Regions from separate parts of the Mus musculus genome. Here region 1 is linked to region 2. The links are chromatin contacts, called in public HiChIP or PLAC-seq maps. All regions are on one chromosome and are shown on one strand. The core of a region is the stretch at or near the end of the contact, and the rest is flanking DNA. Distances in the headings are between cores, read along the strand shown. Region 1 has its middle 21 kb from the start of Snora31. Region 2 has its middle 5.6 kb from the start of n-TEttc6.

Evidence for each region. HiChIP or PLAC-seq counts read pairs in DNA pulled down with a chosen protein or histone mark.
Region 1: an H3K27ac HiChIP or PLAC-seq map of embryonic stem cells shows a contact between it and region 2, with 11 read pairs. The contact joins two enhancer-like sites. A contact is called at or near these places in 1 of 15 datasets of contacts at CTCF or cohesin (the NIH/3T3 cell line), 7 of 484 Hi-C or Micro-C datasets (the N1E-115 cell line, bone marrow-derived macrophages and embryonic stem cells), 28 of 115 datasets of contacts at active chromatin or transcription factors (the SCID.adh cell line, T-cell acute lymphoblastic leukemia, Th17 cells and 12 more) and 1 of 9 other capture datasets (embryonic stem cells).

The regions. Positions count from the first base shown.
Region 1 is chr14:75,865,148-75,872,643 of GRCm38.p6, reverse strand. No RefSeq gene overlaps it. Among named protein-coding and RNA genes, the nearest start is that of Snora31, 21 kb to the right of the region's middle. Within about 2 kb of position 1,768, at least 21 of the 459 cell types and tissues checked have an H3K27ac peak or open chromatin away from gene starts, as enhancers often do. A contact at or near this core is called in embryonic stem cells, where this site is marked.
Region 2 is chr14:76,143,905-76,150,498 of GRCm38.p6, reverse strand. No RefSeq gene overlaps it. Among named protein-coding and RNA genes, the nearest start is that of n-TEttc6, 5.6 kb to the left of the region's middle. Within about 2 kb of position 4,643, at least 18 of the 459 cell types and tissues checked have an H3K27ac peak or open chromatin away from gene starts, as enhancers often do. A contact at or near this core is called in embryonic stem cells, where this site is marked.

The DNA.
Region 1 (7,496 bases), core at 519-3,018, 270 kb after region 2:
CACCTCTTTTATTCTATAGATATTTACAAAAGCATCTGAACTCTGTAAGAGAAAGTCTACCATCTCCTAAAAGCTGTAAAGATCTGCCAATCCTGGGCCTCCATCCTAGTATCCCGACAAACAACCTTGGAGCAGTTTCACGTAGAGATTTGCCCATAGGAAGCGCTGGATGTTTCTGCACGCTGGCTTCTGGAACATGTGCTTTATAACGTGTTTTCCCACCACTATTGCACACTTCCTTTACTGGGCACTGGAAATTTTATCTTTTAAGTTACAAGTCACACTGTTCTATGCGAACGGTCACAGTGGACAGGAGAGTTTCTGGGAGTCATTTGTGCAATCATGCAAATGACTGGAAACAATGGAACTGGGTGCTGTTAAACTCAAATAAGAGAGGGGAGAGATGGCTCGGCAGTTAACAGTGCTGGTTATTTAATTATTTAAAAACAAAAAACAAACAAACAAACAAACAAAAAAAACAGGGTTTCTCTGTATAGCCCTGGCTGTCCTGGGACTCACTCTGTAAACCAAGCTGGCCTTGAACTCAGAAATCTGCCTGCCTCTGCCTCCCAAGTCCTGGGATTAAAGGCATGCGCCACCACTGCCCAGCTAGTACTTGTCATTCTTGCAGAGGACCAGATCTGGGTTTCCAGCACCCATGTCAGGGTGGCTTGTGGCGCTACGGATTCAGGCGCCCTCTTCTGGCCTCTGAGGGCACCTACACACAATGAGCTCATACACATACAGATGGGAATAAAAAAATAATAAGTTAAACACAAACACAATGTACCCCAACTCAAATGCTCTTTATTTGGATTCTAGAACTGTAGCTACTTGGTGCCACCCACTCCCAGATGGAGAATGTCACTCTGTCAGAGAGGAAATCAAAATAAAAAGATACTGCTGGGCATGGTGGCGCTCGCCTTTAATCCTAGCACTCGGGAGGCAGAGGCAGGTGGATTTCTAAGTTCAAGGCCAGCCTGGTCTACAAAGTGAGTTCCAGGACAGCCAGGGCTGTACAGAGAAACCCTGTCTCGAAAAAACAAACAAACAAACAAACAAACAAAAGATACAGCAATTACTAATGACAGATAATAATGTTCTTTTGTAAAACGAACACAAACATTTGGCCTAGGAAGGACCACAAGATTCTTGGATTTTCTAGAAAAGCTGGAAGAGCTGATGGTATTGTGCCTCACTGCCCTCAGGACACAGTCCCCGGGAACTGGGTTGCCATGCCCTTCTTCCAGGCCACTTGTCCTCCACTGTACCCAGAGCAGCTGGCTTTGAAGCCCTGCAGCCAATCCAGATTGCAGGCTTCCCTGGCCTAAGGACAGAATTTACCAGTGCTTTTAAGTGACAGCTGTCCATCCCTTGTGGAGATTAGAGTGGAAAGAACTGTATGGAGGCAATTAGTTCATCTGCTAAAATAGCCTGTCTTAATTGAAATTGAAGAAGCCCCCGGATTAGTCATTAAAATCCGAACGCAGCTAAGTGGAAGACCAAGACCAGCTCAACAAAACTCCGATGAGGCGGGGGGGGGGGGGGGGGGGGGGAGCGAGGAGAGGAGCGAGGGAGGGGAAAAGTGGGGGCTGCGGTGCGGGGGGTGGGGGTGGGGGGAATGGGAGGGGAGGGGAGGGGAGCGAAGGGGAGGGGAGGGGGGGGAGGAGAGGGGAGGGGAGGGGAGGGGAGGGGAGGGGAGGGGGCCGAGCGTGCGGGGTGTGGAGAGGGTTGCTGGCTGAGGAGGATGAGGGAGCCCTCTAGTGGGAACTGCTATTTCTCCGGACCTTTTAAGATGGTTTGGAGAGAGGCAGCCACTCAAAGATAAAATGTTCACTCAGAGGCAAAATGGCCAGGGAGCAAGAAAAATATTCTGGAAAATGGTGTGTGTGTGTGTGTGTGTGTGCACGCGTGTGCGCGCTGGTGACTGCAGTTTACTACAACTAGGAATCCGGCTTCACTGCTGTAGACCCCTAGTATTTTAAGTTGTTATTTAAATGGAAAGTAAATGTTTCTTACAGCTTTTAAAAGCCAAGTTGAACACTTGGTGTGAAAAAAAAAATTAAAGTGTATATAACATAATGCTGGTTGTTTTTGACTTGTGTTAACTTGTAAAACCTCAAATCTAGTTCCTCTTAGGAATTTTCTTTCTTTCCTGAGACAGGGTTTCTCACTATGTAGCCCTAGCTGCCCTGGAACTCACAAAGATCTGCTTGCCTCTGCCTCCCTAGTGCCTGGATTAAAGGTGTCAGCACACACACACATACACACACACACACACACACACACACACACACACACAGCCTCAGTGAGCCTAAATTGTAAGATCTAGCGCAGCGTTTTTCTGTTGGGTGGGGACTGCTGCGGTGAGACAATCTTTAGGCAGCTGCTCCAGGGACCAAGTGAGTAAGGGTGCCTCCGTTTCATTGTGTTGATAGCCCTCTCAACGGTGCGGACTTGCCTCAAGCGAGCCCAGGCCAGGCCTGAGTGGCCAATCCTAACGTGAGTCTGCTCAGTACACAGTGCCCAGCACAGCTGCGGTGTCCCCCCAAACAGCTTTAAAAAGCAAACAGAGCAGAAGGATTTTCAAAGCCAAGACAACGTTTTGCAGGTTTTTGAATAGGGAGGTAAAATGTTTGGGTCCAAGAGTCGAAAGTCAAAACTGGGTAAAGATCACGGTTCCCATGTTCATGTGTAGTCCATAGTCCAGTCGGGGCAGAGAGGAGAGATGGATGGTGTTGAGAGATTTGAAAGGGCATTTGACAGACCAGTTCAGTATTCACTGAACATAAAAATAAAATTGAATTATCAAATGCTGACTATTTCAAACTGTATCTTGTATGTTTTAATTTGTAAATAACATCTCCCGGGTTGTAGGATGTAGGTCACTGGTACAGTGCTTGCTAGGAGGCACAAAACTCTAAGTCTGATCTCTTAAGGGCCATAAACCTGGCCTAGTGGCACATGCCTGTAATCCCAACACCTGATGAGAGGTGAAGACAGGAGAATAAGAAGTTCCATGTCCTTCTTGGCTAAGGTTTGAAGTAAGCCTGGGATATGTGAGATCCAGCCTCAAAAAAAAAAAACAAGCTAAATAAAAACGACACTTCTAATAATGCATCTTTATTATATTCATGAAAGTTACTAGTAAGTCTAGGATCTATATGAGTCTAATGGCTCAGTGGGTAAGAGAACTGCCGTGCAAGCTCAGGGACCTGAGTTTGAATCCCCAGCACCCATGTAAAAAGCTAGGTGTGGGGACTGGAGAGATGGCTCAGAGGTTAAGAGCACTGACTGCTCTTCCAGAGGTCCTGAGTTCAGTTCCTAGCAATCACATGGTGGCTCAAAACCATCTGTAATGGGATCTGATGCCCTCTTCTGGTGTGTCTGAAGACAGGGACAGTGTACCCACACACATGAAATATATAAATAAATCTTAAAAAAAAAATCTAGGTGTGGGGGCTGGCTCATCGGTTAAGAGCCCAGACTGCTCTTCCAGAGGTCCTGAGTTCAATTCCCAGCAACCACATAGTGGCTTACAACCATCTGCAATGGGATCTGATATCCTCTTCTGGTGTGTCTGAAGTTGGCTACAAGGTACTCACATATGTAAAATTAATAATTCTAATTTTAAAAAAAGCTAAGTGTGGCTACAGGCATGCCTGTCTCAAGGGTATAGGTGAGAGTGGCACCTGCTTCCTCTGATTCTGCACATTGGTATTAGGAACCAGGAGATAGACAGATTCCCTGATAGTCAGACAGACACACAGAAAGAAGCCCTGATAATTAAGGTAGTGAATGTCTGAGATGGCCCAATTTCACCTCATCCGCCTGACCTGAGATAAAAGCCTTAAACAAAGGTCTTGTGGGCTTTTCTGACAATGGGGCCCCTGCTGATGGACTGGCCCAACAAGTCCAGGCTGAATCAGAACCCAGCTATACAGCAGCTGTGGATCACTCAGCCATCCTTTCTTCAAGCTGACCAGCCCTCAATTAGGGGAGGAAGGCCCTTCGGAGACTTTAAAAAACCCTGGCCCTGGGAAGGAGACTAGATTTTTGGTGTCCTGAGTGGCCCCTCCACTTTTCCAAGGCCCCTTTCTCTGTGCTTGAGTTGGAGTTTGTCAAAAGACCCTCACTCACAAAGACCACAGAGACCACTGCCATTGCTGCAAACCGCATGAGGATTTTTATTGATCCAACATGTTGGGGACTCCCCTCTCAGCACGCAGGCCAGAGGAGAGACCCAGAACAAACAAAGAACACACTTTTTATACCTTTGTAAGGGGCAGATTTGAGCAACAGGGTTCTCATTGGTGTAGCAAGTAACCCTTTCAGGCATTGGTTGGTTTGTATAGTGACTAACTGACCCTTTGGCCTAGTGACTCACTTTGCTTGCCCCCATGGTGGGTTATTATGATTTGGTCAGCAAAGTAATAGTACATTTTGAACTTATGGGTCAGCTATTAACATCACAGCTATTAACGTCAGGGGAATTCTCACAACAAGGTCAGGGTGGTTTGTGGTCTTTGTCAGAATTCAGCATAGGGCGGGGGGCACACAGGAGAATTGCTAATCTTGTTATGGTTATTTCTCTGAGAACAGCTAATATTATTTTGGTAGCTGCAGGCTTAATCATTTTGACCGCTAAAACTATGTTTTTACACTTGTTTAGTCAGGCAGCTTCCTTATCTGGCTCTGCACTTGGCCTGCTAGTTCAGTTTGGAAAGTCCTTTTCGAAGGGGGAAGGTACTGGGTGGTCCTGAATTCATTTTGGATATTATACCTGCTGCATGTGTGTGCTTCCTCACTCTCTCATAAAAGTCTCTCCTGCTGATTCTGTCTGCTCCAGATGCTGGGCTGGAGGGTTCTCCACTATTACTTATCACAATACCGGTTTCTTCTGCCTTTTAATTCTTTAACTGGCAGAGAAAATGAACCAATCAAGATCCCTGCGTAACAGGTGCATGGGCCCTCACTCTGCACACACAGAAGGTCATATACACCCTATACACACACACACAGAGATTCGAGTTTAGAAGAAATGAAAAATTTAAGGAAAAACTTCTCTTCTCCCAGAGAAAACACAGGAAACCACTGGTCAAGTCAGAGGAAGGGGAAGAGAGAGAAAGCAGATTATTTTTTTAAGATTTATTTATTTATTATATGTAAGTACACTGTAGCACTTCAGACACCCCAGAAGAGGGCATCAGATCTCATTACAGATGGTTGTGAGCCACCATGTGGTTGCAGGGATTTGAACTCAGGACCTCTGGAAGAGCAGTCGGTGCTCTTAACCTCTGAGCCATCTCTCCTGCCCGACAAAGCAGCTTTTAAGCTTTTTAATTTTATTTCATAGGTGGGATTCTTGGGAAAGAGTATGCTGATTAAAAATGAGAACAATTAAGAACCTTAAGTCTAGCGTGCAGGCAGAGTGGGGATGTGGAAGGAGTCCTAGCAGCCAGGATAAGTGGCTTCAAGTGGCCAAGGAATGACCACACAACAGCAGCTTCGAGAAGTTTGTGCTACTTAGGCTGTTGTTACACAACCAGAAGCAAGAGGTACAGCAGGTAGGAGGGGGTGGGTTGAAGCATTCTTCTTCCTGCAGAATCTGAAAGAAGAGCTACTTTCAGATCCTTGAAAAAGAGCTATTTACCTGAGAAGGAAACGCTTGGAACATAAAAAGCAAGTCAAATGTCACAAACCAATCTGGGGAAATGTCAGTGTGTAAGTATAAGGTGAGTGACAGGTAGGGTTGGGCTTGGCACCTGATCATCATCATGTGGTTTTATAACACCCAGCGCAAGCTCACCCTGCACCGCCTTGCCACTTCACAGCTCCAAGGATGCGCAGAACACACGGAGAAAAAAGGGATGCAGGCAGATTCTCTAGGCAACAAACAAACAAACAAACAAAAAACCCGATAGCTAGGAAGAACAGTCTGGCCTAGCCGTGGCTGCGGTTGCGAACTCCTTTAATCCTAGCACTTGGCAGTCTGACCAATCCCTGCGCTCCCAGAGGCAGGGGCGGGAGGATCTTCGTGAGTTTGAGGCCAGCCTGGTCTGGTCTACAGAGTGAGTACCTGGACAGCCAGGGTGACACAAGTCTGGAAAACAAGACAGGCAGGGAAAGAGAAGGTAGGGGACTGTCAGCATAGGGACATATTATCTTTTCTCAACAATTTGGGATGCAGTCTCCCTGATTGTCTGGTCTAGACTCAGTGCTCCCTCTATGATGCAACCAAGGATGCAGTTTAGAGGCTGTGACTAACTGACATGTTTCAGTCAATGAGCCATGGCCGAACATGATGAAGCTTTTCTGGGTTTCCTTCATCCCAGAAACCTTTTGGAGTGAAAAGGTACGACAGGGCTGCTGCTGCTGCTGCTGCTGCTGCTGCTGCTGCTGCTGCTGCTGCTGCTGCTGCTGCTGCTGCTGCTGCTTCTTCTTCTTCTTCTTCTTCTTCTTCTTCTTCTTCTTCTTCTTCTTCTTCTTCTTCTTCTTCCTCCTCCTCCTCTTCCTCCTTCTCTCTCTCTTTCTTTCTTTCTTTCTTTCTTCTTCTTTCTTTCTTTCTTTCTTTCTTCTCCTTCTCCCTCTCCCTCCCCCTCCCCCTCCCCCTCCTCCTTCTTCTTTTCTTACTCCTCTTCTTCTTCTTCCTCTTCTTCTTCTTCTTCTTCTTCTTCTTCTTCTTCTTCTTCTTCTTCTTCTTCTTCTTCTTCTTCTTCTTCTTCCTCTTCTTCTTCTTCTTTCTTCTTCTTTCTTCTTCTTTCTTCTTCTTCTTCTTCTTCTTCTTCTTCTTCTTCTTTCTTCTTCTTCTTTTTCTTCCTCTTCCTCTTCCTCCTCCTCCTCCTTCTTTCTCCTTCTTCTTCAGTTTTTTAAAACATTTATATGTCTGCCTGCGGAAATATAAATGTTTCATATTCATGCAGGAGTCCTTAGAGACCATAGCAGATGTCTGCTTCCCTAGAACTAAAGATACAGGCTGTTGTAAACCAACATGCGAGTTCTGGGGACTCAGTCAGGCCTCCTGCTAGCACTGAGTGCTCTTAACTGAACATCTCTCCCTGCTCTGAGCAGTAGTAGGGCTTTCATCAGAAACCTGAAACCTCACCACTGCATTGCATGAGGTCCTCCTGTCTTCTTCCAAAATCTAAAAATTATGACTTCTTACAAACCAGGGTTTACAGGGCTGGAGAGATGGCTCAGCAGTTAAGAGCACTGACTGCTCTTCTGAACGTCCTGAGTTCAAACCCCAGCAACCACATGGCTCGCAACCATCCATAATGAGATCTGATGCCCTCTTCTGGGGTGTCTGAAGACAGCCACAGTGTACTTACATATAATAAATAAATAAATCTTTGGGCTGGAGCGAGCAGGGCTGGAGAAAGAAGAAAAGGTGTCTGAAGACAGCTACAATAAAACAAAACAACAACAATCAAAAACATGGTTTATAAAGCTCTTGGGCTAGTGAGACGTCTCAGAAGGTGATGGCGCTTGCTACT
Region 2 (6,594 bases), core at 3,394-5,893:
ATCTACCGGGGACTTCCAAAAGAGCACTTCAGGGAGCAAGGGTGGAAGTATGGGGGCTGGAGAGATGGCTCAGCGGTTAAAAATACTGACTGCTCGGTGGCTCACAAATTTGAAGACAGCTATAGAGTCTTTTTTAAAAAGGGGGTTTGGGTGGGTGGAAGTGTGACCATTAGCAAACACCTGCCCTTGCGATGTCCTTCGATTTTTGAGTCTCACCAATGCATAGGACTAAACTGTCTTTGGCTCTAAAAGTAGGGTGCCACTGAAGCCCAGAAACTTGGGTCCGTCTCCATTTCTAGTTGTCTGTAAACTCCAAATACCCCAGGCAAGCCTCTCTTTCCATACTGTGCCCTGGCACAGCCTGCTCCCAGCCCCACAACAGTCTACATGCTCCGCCCTCCTTGTCCCTCTGCCAGGCCAGCCTCTCCACTCTGAGCCAACCTTGAGGCCAGTTCAGCTCCAGGAAACCTTCCCAGGGCTCCCGATCACAAGCCACGCCCATTTTCTCGGAATCCCAAAACACACGCTTTCAAAAGAATCACATCAAGGCAGATCTCTCACCACCCTGGAATTGCTCAACAAGGTTCATGAGTTTAAGTCAGATTCCATAAAACCCCTGGGAACCTAATCCCGTAGTCAATCATTTGGCCGAGTAGTCTCGGTTTTTTATCTAACTTAAATACTTCCTGCTGTACTTCTATCTAAAAGTCGCCACCTTTTAACCAGCAGCAAGAACAAAATGTTCCCCGGGAGAAGGAAACGTACACACAGACAAAGGTTTCTTGTTGACACAGGAACAGTTATTTCTGGCCGGGTGAATACATGGTTGATTCTCTCCCATTTTATCTACCGTTTGACACTGGGGGAAAGCCCCAAACATATTGTACTTGCCAGACACTACAGTAGCCAGGGGATGTGGCTGTCATTCAGGCCTGCTTGCCAGTCACCCAGGGCTGGAGGTGCTTTTCATGTCAGGGGGCCGGAGAGCTAGCTTTTAGAAGAACATTAGAAATACGTAGCTGTTAGTTCTGATCGCAAGTCCCTGCCAGTGGACTCGGGCTGGACCCTGGGCTAAGGCTGAATCCCGAACTAACCTTGGAGCTCTTTGGGGTAGCAGCCCCTCCCCTGGTGAGCACCAGGGCAAATTAATCTCTACAGCCTGACATCACCAGGTCCAGCTTCTAAGACCAGGTCTGACCTCAAAAGGCTGTTGGGAGGCCAAAGCTTCCCCCAACAACTTATTCAGATCATTGTAACTCTGGGTTGAACTCAAGTTGACAACCAAGATTAGCCATCACAAGCCCACTCCTTGGTGTCTGAGTGATGGTCCCTTCATTTATTCAATAATCAGTCTCAGAGAAACAGTCTTGGCTGCTGTACATACACGATGAACATCTAGAGCAGGGATGTCCAATTCTTTTTGTTTGTTTGTTTTCGAGACAGGGTTTCTCTGTATAGCCCTGGCTGTCCTGGAACTCACTCTGTAGACCAGGCTGGCCTCAAACTCAGAAATCCGCCTGCCTCTGCCTCCCTAGTGCTGGGATTAAAGGTGTGTGCCACCACGCCCGACTGGGATGTCCAATTCTTAAAGTGCATGACTCCATAGCTTTGAATGAGATTTAGAGGAAACCAATAAACTCATTTTTTTAACATAAGCATGAGCACATTTTTAAGGGTTTTTGGGGGGGGCAGTTCAATTGTGGAGTTCTCTAGCATTGGTTTATAGGTGATGTTGTGCAAAATAAGTATACATGTACCGTTGCTGTTTACACAGAATGGTTTCAGTCTCGTGGCATGAGTGGCTTCCGCTGTTCTCCTCGAGGGGAGCTGAACTGGCACCGTCGGACGCTCTAGGTGACTTGGCGAGTGATACATCCATCAATCCTTAGTAATGTCTTAATGCCCCAGTGCAAACGACAGGCAGCTAATGTTTGGTAGACTGGGCACTAGTCTTACTTGATTGGTAAGGGAGTTTCCACACCTCAGGCAGGCCTCTCGAATTCTGCACTGCATGTTGTCATCAGCCCTCTGATTTGCATTCCACCAGCAACCGAGATGTGAAAGGGTCTAAACTTCACTTTCCGTTTCCCTAAAATTAATTTTTATGGTAAAATGCATACAGTCCCTTTTCTATTCTTATATTTTTAATCCCAGTATGGCTTCTTCAAGGAAAGGAAAACAGAACCCCTAAAAAGAGTCATGAGTAAAGACAGATTGCTTTCTTCTGACGAGATTCTGTTTAATCTGTGGGAATGTGTGTGATTGTAGCAGACTGACTGGAAAGGCATATATACAAGACAACAGAGCAGAGCTGAGAAACAACAACAAAACATTGTGCAACACAACATTGTGTTTGTTTCCTAAAGGTTTATATGTATCTGTATCTATGTGTGACTTTGTGTCACATGAGCAGGGAGGCCAGGTACTCTGGAGTGGGAGTTACAGTGAACTGCCTGGCCTAGCCTGCATCCTGGGAACTAAACTTGAACCCTCTGGAAGATCAGCAAATGTTCATTCTTAGCCTCTAAACTCAACCCTCTTCCCCAATTTTTAAAAAATTAAAACTGAGATGGGTTCCACTGTAAACACTATTTATGTAGGGGCATATCTGATGGCAAAAAAATCCATTTACTGATAGCAAATTTATTAAGCAATATACAGACAGAAGGGTAGACAGGTATAATATGCCTTGGGGAGGGAAGGGATATGTTTCTATAATGGGTTTGTCTCACCAGACAACAGCCAAACGAATGAAAGAATCTGGGAAAATCTATCCAAAGAAGTTTGGAGAGCAGAACCATTCGTTTTCAGTGGAATCTTTGGTGATGGATGGCAGCGTGAATACTACAAACACTGGCTTCATCTGCCGTCTCCACTGGTGGTATTGCTGATGACCACGATGCCACTGGAGATGGCTCCATGCGATCTATAGGAAGCAGCACGGATACAAGCTCAGGTGCTTGTCGTTGTCTGTTGTCTACGTATTTGGTCCAGTTACTGATGGTGGACTCAGAAACCTAATGGAAGATGGTGCAATTGATGCCCCAAACTCACACTGAATGAAGTATCATTGTATAGAAGAACATGAGTAACATCTAAGCACCATAGAGTTCAAAATGGTTAACATCATGCAAATCACCGTCACGACCATGACTACTTCAGGGACCAAGAGAATAAACCTTGCCAAGCCAGGGACGTCCTAAAAGGGCTTGTGCTGAGTTGAGGTCACATGTTGAAATTTGATACTACTAAGTATAAAATTTATGGTAACAACAAAAATCCACGCCAGAACTTGATGATGAACGCTGCCTCAGGGGCTTAGCATTTTGGTGGCTTTAACCAGTTACTTAAGGAGCTAAACATGAGTCTTCAAAGTGAAAGCCAAATGAGCAATACAGTGATTCAAATCATAACAATATTCCGAATGAAAGTGAGATCATGGCAAGCTTTGGCTGGGGCAAACAGTAGCATGCGTCAAACACAGCCCCGCAAACAGAGAAAACACATAGGCTTGCTTGTCAATTTGACACAAGAATTTGAAAACATTTCACCATCTCTGGGAAAAATGATAGCTTAGCATGTTTGCCACTCCATTTTCAGTTGATATAAATAACCTCCCAGTTTTTAAACTTAATTTAAAAAGGTTGACAACATCATACTTGTATACAATGTACTTTGTTCCACTCTCACGGCAACACCCCCTTACCTCCCTACCTCTCCCAACCTCCTCTTACCAACTAGGCCTCCTCTTTCTCCCATCTTCCTTCCTTTAGAAATGTTTTTCTCAGATTTATGTGTGTTTTGCTCGCATGTATGTATGTTTACCACATGTGTGCCGGTGCCCAAGAGGTTAGAAGAGGGTATCAGTTCCCGGAAATTAGAGATACAAGGGGCATCACATGGCTGCTGGAAACTGAACCCTTTGGAAGAGCAACCATCCATCTCTCCAGCCTTTTTCCCTCCCTCCCTCCCTCCCTCCCTCCCAGTCTTCCCATGCAGGCAGTTATGACCGCTGTGTGTTCACCACTGCAACCTCCCTGTTGTGTCCAGAAGACTGCACCCCGCCGCACTCCCCTCCCTCAACCTTTACCTCCCACAACTCTTTTACCTCCTTCCCCAAAGTTCCCTGGGCCTCGCAGTGGGGGAGGTTGATGCCCTGTTGGGGCAGAGCATTTAGCAGTTTCTTATCTTCCGCACTTTAAGCGGTCCTGAGTCCCACTGTGACCTGCCCACTGTGAAAAGAGGCTTCTCTGAGTAAGGCTGAAGCTACATTAGTCTCTGGGCACAAACATAAATATTTAACAGGAACTTTAACAACGTGTCCATCTGGCTTGCTAATTTTATAAGGAATGCGCAGAGCTACACCCTGATGTTCATCTCGAAGATGACGTCTTACCAGCTTTTCCGTCCTATCTTTGTAAAGACAGAGATCCCTCTCCACACACGCCTTACCTTATCACCTTTTGGCAGTACTTACTATTATGAGCAAAAATTTTTTTTTCAAGAACAAAGGGCACTAAGACTAAAATCTGAGCTAAAACATCTGCAGATGAGCGTGAGAAATCACTGGAATGAGAACATGGTTAAGCCAGCTATTGATGCCTTTGTATCTCTGGTGCAATGTGAATTGTGCAGCTCGGTGTAAATCCATCTCTCAGTCCCATGAACTCTCAGCCACAGATCCCAATGGCTCTTCAGAACTCTGCACTCCTGCTTTGATGAGAAAAGGAATTATAAGCTGATTAGGAAGATGGGGGCAGTGGGGGTAGAGACCTGGGAATCAGAAGGACCAGGAATGTCCTTGGTTCTCCAGCAAAATCCCAGAAGGGAGTTCTGGTTTCTCATCTTCTAAATGAACACCCTTGCCTAGAGGGTGCTACTCAAGGGTGTGACCAAAATTCCAGTCATACCTTACCTCATTGCTTCTAACCCTTCTAGTGGCCAAAACTGAATCTCTAGGTCCTTGGTAACAGTGGACTGTATCTATTTCTTAATTTCAGTTCAGTTCCCATTTTCTCCTGTGACTGTTGCACCTCTTCAGAGAGAAGAAGGTTATGGAAACCCTGATAAGGGGTCTGTAGAGGCCAGTTAAGGAGAGCTAGCTCTCTAGCTTGGGTATACCCTAACATCACAAGCAACCCTATTTGTAAGTATTTATCCAGTTGAGTAGTTCACTCAGCAGGCTAAGATACCATACCGCAGGGAGCCAGTTTCATCTTTAGCCATGGTAAAGGCATGGAAGGAATAATTATTCCTTTAATGATTTAATGTATTTCTCCTTCCCAGAAAACTCACCCTGGTGAAGTTAGCTATGAAGACTGACTTAAATATTTGTAACTTTTCCTTTTTCTTTCTGTTTCTTCTGTCTGCTGGCCAGAATCTAAGTGTGTTTTTGACTCTTCCTCTGACCGTCTCCTTGTCCCTTTCCTGCTAAGTGGTTGCTTACAAACAGTATGGTTCTTTCTTCCTTCTTCTCTGGGCAGCTGCTGAGATTCACAGCTTGCCTGCTATGGTACCAGTTGTCAGATTCTTGATGTCTTTTTTCTCATTTCTTCCTTTCTTCCTTCCTCCCTTCCTTCCTTCCTTCCTTCCTTCCTTTCTTTTTTTTTTTTCGAGACAGGGTTTTTCTGTATAGCTCTGGCTGTCCTGGAACTCACTTTGTAGACCAGGCTGGCCTCGAACTCAGAAATCCGCCTGCCACCTGCCTCCCTCATGCTGGGATTAAAGGCATGGGCCACCACACCCGGCTTTTTTTTCTCATTTCTTAAGATTATTTCTGACCATGGCTAAACTTTCTCTAATTACCCCTTACTGGTTGGCTTATGGGGATTAATAGCCTTTCCCATGAGGAGACAGAGAAAACAAAATAGGAGAACCATTGTCATAGGCCTGTGTTAGTTTTGTCTTTAGGAAGTCAGAGGACCTGGTGACAACCCATCTATCACTGACCTGTGTTGTCTCCTTTAGCTAGGTGTGGTAGGGAACACTAGAGACCTTCACTGCAGTAGGGGTGCTGAGAACGGGGTATGGGTCTTTCCATGTTGGCTCTAGGCACCGAGTCAGGATCCTCTTTGCCCCTACAAGGTCGCCAGGCTGGAACTTGTGGGCAGACTCAGATGCACAGGCCTCTGGGTCTGCTGCAGAGTCTGTAAGGACCTTCCAAATATGGGGTGCACCTGGGATAGATTCCCACCCATCCAGAGAAGGTATCTATGGAAATCTAACAAATACTTATACCCAGGAACCATGGGTTTTATCTCTATAAAGAAGTTGGAAGGGTTTGAGGGTGTGAATAGGTCCCAATTATTGGACATCGCTCAAAAGGTTTACGATAACCTTGACTCTGTAGAGGAAACACAGAACAAAAGGATTGCCCTGAGCAATCGTGGTGCTGGGGAAATGGATAAAAGACAGATACAAGACAAGTCAGAGATACCTGGAAAGGATGAGGTAGCCATTGTCTACTGCAGAAGGGGGACTCCCCAGAGGCTTAGGGAAAACAGGGCAGCAGATTCAGCCCCCACTAGGCAGTCCTGTCATCAGTGTGGTCTCTCCAGATCTTCACTGCCCTGCCTGAACGGGATGTGCCAACAC